Regions from separate parts of the Zea mays genome. Here region 2 is linked to region 1. Evidence: chromatin contacts called from public Hi-C data. All regions are on one chromosome and are shown on one strand. Each heading gives the region's core, a stretch centred on a gene start, on an enhancer-like site or on the middle of the called end of the contact. The rest is flanking DNA. Distances are from core to core; before and after follow the strand shown. Region 1 holds the start of LOC100381838. Region 2 has its middle 9.9 kb from the start of LOC103646076.

Region 1 (4,054 bases), core at 746-3,245:
ATCACTGTTTCTCGAGAGCACGGACCAGCAGAGAGACGGCGCAAACAGTGCACGTCATGGCCGCAGCCCTGAGCGGCGGGGCTGCGTAGCGTGCGCCCCGACCAGCCGGCAAGCGCCGGCCACCCTACCACCTGCGTGTTCCAGGCCGGCCGAGCGAGACAAGCGTAAATGCGCCGCGCTCCGATCCCGGCGAGCACCCGTCGGCGTCGCCGCCCACTCCTCGGTGGACCGTGGCTGAGCCACCGAGGTGGTGGAATGGTGGGGCGCGGGGAGGGGGGTTGAAACCACTCCTACTCCCCGCTCGGCCTGTCTGTCTGTCTGTCCGCGGTCCAAAGGCTATGGGCGTGTCACATTCCTCCGGTCTTTTCCTGCCGCCGCTCCTCCGCTCCGCACCCCCGGTCCACGGTGCACGGACGACGGCCCCCGCGCCCACTCGCCTCGCTCGCCCGTACTGCTTGCTGCTAGTAGGCAACAAAAAACGGTGCGCTGCCACGATAAATCCCCGGAAAAACAAATGCGCAAACAAATAAAATAGAAGATTCGAACCCCGATCTCCCCCGCTGACGTCGTCTCGCCCGAGGCCAAGCCCCAGCCCGCCTCCTCCACCTTCCGCTTGGGGGCTTCCACGTTTACTTACCTCTCCGTCCGTCGGTCCGCCCGCGCGCGTGACCGCATCATTGCGCCATCAGCCCGCCGAGCCGAACCGCCCCGTCGCCGCGCCGGACGACCAAGACCAAAGGCCACCGAACGCCATAATGGCGGGCAAGTACGAGTAGGAAGGAAGGGGTTATACACTCCCTGCCTGCTCCACTTCACTCCAGAGTCCAGACCTCTGAGCGCACGTCGTACTTGTACCGTTCGTTCGCGCCAGCAGCAGCCAGCCACCAGCGCCGGCGCCAGGCACGCGATGGGGTGCAAGGGGTCCAAGCTCGACGACCAGGAGGCCGTCGCGCTCTGCCGTGCCCGTGCCGAGCTGCTCGCCGCGGCCGTCCGCCACCGTTACGCGCTCGCGGACGCGCACGCGGCACTCGCGGACTCCATCGACTCGGTCGCCGCGCCGCTGCACCGCCTCCTCCGCCTGCAGGCCGAGTCGCCGGGGCTCACACTGCCCTCCGCGCGCAAGGGCGGCGGCGCGCCCGCGGACCGTTTGCCGCGGTCCTTCCGCCCGTCGTCCTCCGCGCCGCAGCCTGCCCACGGCCATTCCTCGCACCTCCAGTTCGGCGCGTCGCCCGGATCGGAGCCGCCATCGCCGGCAGAATCCCCTCCGCGCCGCGTACCCGAGCAGCTGCAGCACCCGCACCCGCACCACGCCGCGTACGGGTACGAGTACGACTACGCGACGCAGCCTGCGTACGCGTACCCGCCGACGCCGGCGGGCTCGCTGCAGTTCTACTACGCTCGCAGCCGCCCGCCCCCCGCGTCCGTCGCCGTCACGCAGCGCGTTCCGGGGCCGCCAGAGCGCGTAGTGCGCTTCGGCTCGTTCGACGCAGCGGGCGGCTACCCGCAGCAGTACGCCTACAGCGCCCAGCGGGCCCCGATCCCGCCTCCCGCTCCGGCCGCGCTGCAGCGGGCGGCTCCGCCTGCGCCGCCGAAGGCGAGCTCGTGGGACTTCCTCAACGTGTTCGAGAACTACGACTCGTACGAATACGACACGTACTACTACGACTCCGCCACGGCAGCTACTGCGGCCGCGGCGCCTTACACGCCGAGCCGGAGCTCGCGGGAGGTGCGCGAGGAGGAGGGCATCCCGGACCTCGAAGATGACGACGACGAAGACAGCGTGGTCGTGAACGAGGTGGCCGGGCAGTACTCAGCACCTGGGAGCGGCGGAGCCCGCAGCCGGCGCAGCTCGCTCGGCGGTGTCAGTGCCACCGCCGAGCTCGACCAGGCGGAGAATATTATCGACGTCATCGGTGAGTTACGGCGAAGGCCAACCGCACATGGTAATGTGTCGGTGCACGCTCCACCACCTCCCACGCGGAGGGCCGTCGACAAGGAGAATGTAGCTTGTGAAATCAAGGCACAGCTTGTCCGCACGGCCGAGGCGGCTAGGCAGCTCGCGCCAATGCTCGAAGTCGGGAGGCCAAGCTACCAAGGCCGCAGTGAGCTACTCCGTACATCTTATCTACTTCATGCCCAATTCGACTCGGATTGTCAGTAACTTGTGCACTTGATGCTTAATTCTTTGTTCAGCTTCCTCAAAGATGATGTCGGCTATCTCCGTGGCTCATTTGGGGTGCAAAGACATGGACGCCGTGGACGTCGGAGTGGTAGCGATGGTGGACTCGCAGAGCCTATCCTCGGCACTTGAGAAACTCTATTTCTGGGAGAGGAAGCTGTATGCTGAGGTCAAGGTATGGTCACCATCTTCTGATAAAGAGCTGTCCTTGTTTTTAAACTTATATTACAGTAGAACTGATCTATGAACTGGAGTCTGGAGCTATGATATTGTTGGTTTATGGAAATGTTCAATGGAAATTAAATGATAATGTTGTATGGTATACTGCAATCATGTCACTTCAATGTGTGTTGTTAGTTTTATGTTAGTCAGAATCCACATTAAACTATGCCTTAGTCTTAAACCATGATTAACCTCTACTAAACTAATTAATGGCGCTGGCCACCAACAGTACTTTGCTAAGCGAAGGTTAATGTTATTTTGACTTTTGCATATATGCAGCAAAATCCTTAACTTCATGCTTTTAAGAAAGGCAGACTGCTAAGTCTATGATTTGCAACCTAATATGTTTCTGACTAGTATTAACTGATTAGTTTTACTAACACAGTCGTTTGCTAGCAGTATTTTTTGTGTATAGTTCAGGTCATGGTCATGTTAACGAAGGGTCCAGTTAGAATAATACCCACCACGGAAAGTGGCTTTCTAGAAGCCCAACGGTCAGATTTGTAAGAACATGTCCCGTTAACCTTCTAAAATATTCTTCTGATCTGTATTAATGGAGAGTTATTGGGCCAACTAGTGGAACCTGGGAGAACAAGTGGATATATTTTGAGAAGCCATTTGCTTTCAGTTTTACATGTCACAGTAAATAGAACCGGTTCATTCAAAAACAGTAAATAGAACTATCTTTTGTTTATTTGAAACTGCAACCATCTTCTTGATTTGGACATGCCACATTATGAATTTATTTTGTATCATTGATTTTGATAATGTTATAGTTCAATAGATTATGTCCATACAGATTTTCAGTTTTTCACACTTACTCTCTTGTTTTTATAATAATGTTTTCTTTATCTCGGCTGATGTATTTCTCATGCAGGCCGAGGAGAAAATGCGCCTACTTATTTCCAAGAACTCCAAGCGACTGAAATTATTAGATCAAAAGGGTGCAGAGCCTCAAAAGATTGATGCAACTCGAAATTTGCTGAGAAAGCTTTCAACAAAGATAAGGATAGCTGTGCGCGTTATTGCCAAGATTTCAAGAAAAATAAACAAATTAAGGGATGAGGAATTGTGGCCGCAAGTTAACGCTTTGATCCAAGGGTATGCCCCTCTTTTAGCTCAAGGAGAGTGCTTATCTGTTGTTACTGTCCATGCTATTATTGCTGTTGTTGTATTACTACTATTCTTACTCTTAATATTACTATTACTACAACTTTTGTGTGTGTGTGTCCGGGGGGGGGGGGGGGTCCTAATCAGTGTCGGACAGACATACTGAATTGAATCTTTTATGCAATTGATAGTGAGTTGATGTATGCATTCGTGCAAACTGAATGGATTGAGAGGCAACCATAAACCTGGATTTGTAGGATTGTCTTGTCTGAGAGTTTTTGTATACCTAGTTGCAGGCTATATGTCAGATCATGTTAAGTGGTCTAGAATAAATTGAAAGATTTACTTGCTTTCTCCCTTTGGTTGCACCCTCTTTTGTATTGCTGGCCCCTACCTGAACAAATTATTGGCTATTTCCAGGTTTGTATTAATGTGGCAAGATAAATTGGACTCTTACCATAGACAGTGTCAAGTGATATCAGAAGCCAAAAACTGTACCTCGGTTCTGTCAGGTGAAAATGGGCAGGATTTGGTGTTGGAGCT
Region 2 (4,054 bases), core at 842-3,341, 40 kb after region 1:
CTATAATATTATTGTCAATCACATAGTACCTCTATTTTGACATAAATATCACATTAAAATTAATATCCTAATTAATCTTTTATCCAACACTTAAAACTTTATAAATTCATAACTTCTTCATTTTAACTCTGATTGGATCCATTCAAGTTGCGTTAGTCTCGTAGCAACGCGTAGATTATTTTTATGCAGTATGTTCTTATGTTTGGTGTGATGTTAATTTTGTCTATACCATGTCTGTTTGTATTGCTACGACTAGCGCGAGGTTCGAGGATCTGAAGAATCACCGTGGTACCTGGAATCTCAAGTGCCGGGCAAGTTGTGCTCTTGATTCACTTATGTTACCCAATAATGTTCTTTATAATCATTTACCATGCATAGGCTTAATTTTGATGGGACCCAATAGGTCACCCTAGTCTGTTATCCTTTTTACCTTATTTACCCCTGAATCACATGGGTAGTTTTTGCTATTGGTTTACATGGTTTTGGGTTAATATTTCATTATATCCATGTTCCAGTTATTTTGTTATTCTATTTATGTTCATGTCAAGATCATTATATTATTGTTAATTGGAACATGGAGCTTAACTTGAGAAACACGTGCCACCACAAGGGAGGAATGGGACCCCTTGGCTAACTAATTAGGAAAGCTAGTGGAAGACTACCTTACCCGAAAGGGGCAAGGGCAGTAGGGGAGTTGCATGCAAGGAGGTTCTTGGGTTGATTTTGCTGCGATGGCGGTCAGACGAGGGATTCTTGCAAGTGCTCTTCCCATAAACTGTAGCAGGTTTTCGGAAGCTAGTGGAACTTTGTAAAGGCCTCGTAGTGGATCCCTAGCCATTCACCTCGGTAGTGTCTAAGGGCCTAGCTAACCCTGGCGACATGGGAAACACGACTTGTGGGTAAAGGGTACAACCTCTGCAGAGTGTAAAACTGGTATACTAGCCGAGCTCACGGTCATGAGCGGCTCAGGACTCTCCGATGATTAATTTATGGGACTTAAATTCAATTTGTCATTTGCATATTCATGGGATTATTTATTAATTTTGTTCTATTACTTTTATTTAAGGTTTGGTATTTATTTACATCTAGTAATTGCTAATAAAATTTTGACCAACTTATAAAAGCAATGCTCAGCTTTAACCTCTACTGTTGATCAGCCTTACACTTCATGAACTCCCACCTTTGGTGAGTTCATGTCACATTATTCCCCACAACTTGTTGAGCGATGAACATGTGTGAGCTCACCCTTGCTGTCTCACACCCCCACAGGTCAAGATCAGGTACCACTGGTTGGCGCATGGTGGATGTTGCGCTGTGTTCGTGAGAGATCTAGGTCGTCGTCTCCCAGTTGACTTTCTCGCGCCAAGGATGTATTTTTAGATCCTGTTATATTTATCTTTTATTTTGTAAGTCTTCCGCTATGTAATAAGTACTCTGATTATTGTGACATTTATCTCTATACACTCTGTTATTATATATGTTGTCTTTTTTGGCGCATGTATGAGATGCATCTGGCTTTGTTCCTTAAAGCCGGGTGTGACACCATGTGGGTACGAGTATGTGTATGGACCTATATCTACGAGTGGATATAAGACGTATAATTTTTTTTGGTAAAGCCAAATGATCTAACCTATGGATATATACCCGTTGACATCCCTACTACCTAGCACCATGAAATACAGCTGTTAATGTTAATCGGTACTGATACGATAATCGACACCTACCTAAAGTATGAGGGTAACATATATAGATAATAAATTAGGATTGGGCCGTGGTTAGGGCCGGATCACGATCTACTACCAGGCCTAGGTGCATCCACAGGATCTTGTCAGGCTTCCGTCGATCAAGAGCGAGCCGTCCATCGTCTGCATTCAACCAGGAGCCGAGTCAAGCACCGGCCGACATGGCAGCTCCCGGATCCCGACAACCAGAGCCAGGATGCCAGGGACGAAGACAACAGAGAAGAGAGAGCAGAGCACAAACTAAGCCGAGCGACGAGTGATCGACGTGGAAGTGACGAGTCCACATCCATCGTGGGCCGAGGGGACTGAGGAGCAGCCGTGTCGGGCACCAACCCGCCAAGCCCTGCGCGTCCCCTCGTTTCATATTCGCCACTGCCAGGGCGACGGACGCCGACGCGAGATGCCATGGATCTAGCTTAGCATCTGCCGGCTTTAAACAATGGGGACCCGGTCGCCTGGCGCATGTGACGGTCGCGGCGTTCTGATCTGTTTCGTACATGGGAATGAGATGAGAGCGGTCAACTGATCATATCGGAGCCGTGGCGAGACTGGCTGCTAGTCAAGCCGCGTTTACAATTTGATTAATGCTCCGTTTAGATATTGATTGGAGGGTATGAAATTGAATTGAGTTTAATACCAAATCAACCATAATATTTAAATAAGATGTAATTCTAATTATATTATTTGGATTTTGCTGAATTAGAGATTGGAATTGTGTGGTCTAATTCCATGCAATATAGAAGGAAGACACTCTATATTGAAAGATGTAGTTTCTAGTTATAGTCTAATTCTAGAGAATTGGATCTCTAGTTCCAAATCTCGATTCTGTGTGCAACTAAATAACATAATTTAGGAAAACTGATTCTAATTCTTAATTCTATGCTACATTATCGTCATCCAAACATGCTATAAAGGAAAGTGGACAGAGGCGGAGCCAGGAAGAAGATATAAAGGGGGCCAAACAGCAACTGCCCCCTAATATACTATATACTATTTATTATATAGGTATGAAATCAATAGCACATATGTATATAGCAAGGAGAAATCACCAAATCCGCATTCATATAATTTAAAATTCAGCAAAAACTGTTAAAAGAACTCACATTTCATTTGAGTGCTACTCTACGTGCTTGAATTGCGTCGAAGTCATCTATAAGTTTATCCGTTGAAAATTGAATTGCTATCTCCTTCTCGATGTAAGTTATTAAGCAATTTCTCAAGAACTCATCTTCCATCCTACTTCGAAGCCTTGTCTTAACAAGTTTCATCGCAGAAAAGGCACGCTCTGTCGTTGCCGTTGACACCGGTAGAGTTAGAACAAGACGAATCAACCTGTTAAGGAAATGTGTGAGCTTTTTCTGTACCAATTAAAATCAACTAACTAAATTAAAGAGTAAATGGTATATAACCTGTCAATCAAATAATATTCATCCGATTTCCCAGTTTCTGCTAGTCGACGACAAAGATCAGCAATCGTTGTCAAATTCTGAAACTTAGAATTTGTAGGTACATCAAATTCATAATGTTGCAACTGAAGCCTTAAGGTACTTCTTTCTTGCTCGGAAAAACCAGCATGATAAAACTTTGAAGCAAGAGAGCAAACATCATCAATTTTCAATGAGATGAATAAATCCTTAGGATCCAAAGAAGCACATAATGTCAAAAGTTCTGTAACTTGTTCACTAAACCTGTGGTTTAGCTCATGTGCTTGTTGATTAACTGCGCTAGTGAAAATATCATATCTATAGTGATGCTCAACTGTGTTCTCATTCTCTGCACGAGATCGAATGTAGTCCGCATATAATTCAGTCATGTTTGGAACTATGATTTCGTGCTTGTTGCAAAATATTGTCACATCATTAATAAGTCTATCCCAACCATGGTCTCTCAGGTTCTGAATCAACCTTTTGGTAGTGGCAACATCATCGATAGCATTTACAATGTCTTGAGATTTGCGCTGTAACTTTTTGCAGAGTAAATCTGTGACCCCCATTAGTTCCTTCATAACATGCATAATAAATATAAAGTCAAATGATGTCATTAACTTAATAGCACCAGCAGCCTTTGCACGCCCCGCAGCTGTGGTTCCTGACCCTTTAGCAATAAAGATATCTTTTAGCACTAAGAATGTGGGCCTATAAAGCCGTACAAGGCTACAAATGGAATTATAATGAGAACTCCATCTAGTTTCACCAGGACGTTGCAAAGTTCCAATTTGATTAGCACCTCTTCCTGTTTCAATCTCGTTAAGCTCAATAAGGTGCTCTATTTCAGCAACTTGATTTGCACGCAGATCATCATTTCTCTTAGTA

What was found. Hi-C and Micro-C count contacts between places; a contact is called where the count stands out from the background.
Region 2: a contact with region 1 is called in a Hi-C map of leaf, with 2.4 times the contacts expected there. The contact joins the enhancer-like site here to the promoter of LOC100381838 in region 1. A contact is called at or near these places in 4 of 25 Hi-C or Micro-C datasets (ear and leaf).

Annotation. Positions count from the first base shown.
Region 1 is chr2:19,036,628-19,040,681 of Zm-B73-REFERENCE-NAM-5.0, forward strand. It overlaps LOC100381838, which reads left to right and starts at 1,996. Exons shown (of 4, transcript NM_001174630.1): 1 at 1,996-2,102; 2 at 2,194-2,354; 3 at 3,279-3,502; 4 at 3,932-4,054. The coding sequence starts at 2,066.
Region 2 is chr2:19,076,365-19,080,418 of Zm-B73-REFERENCE-NAM-5.0, forward strand. No RefSeq gene overlaps it. Among protein-coding and RNA genes, the nearest start is that of LOC103646076, 9.9 kb to the right of the region's middle. Within about 2 kb of position 2,092, at least 14 of the 20 cell types and tissues checked have an H3K27ac peak or open chromatin away from gene starts, as enhancers often do. A contact at or near this core is called in ear and leaf, where this site is marked.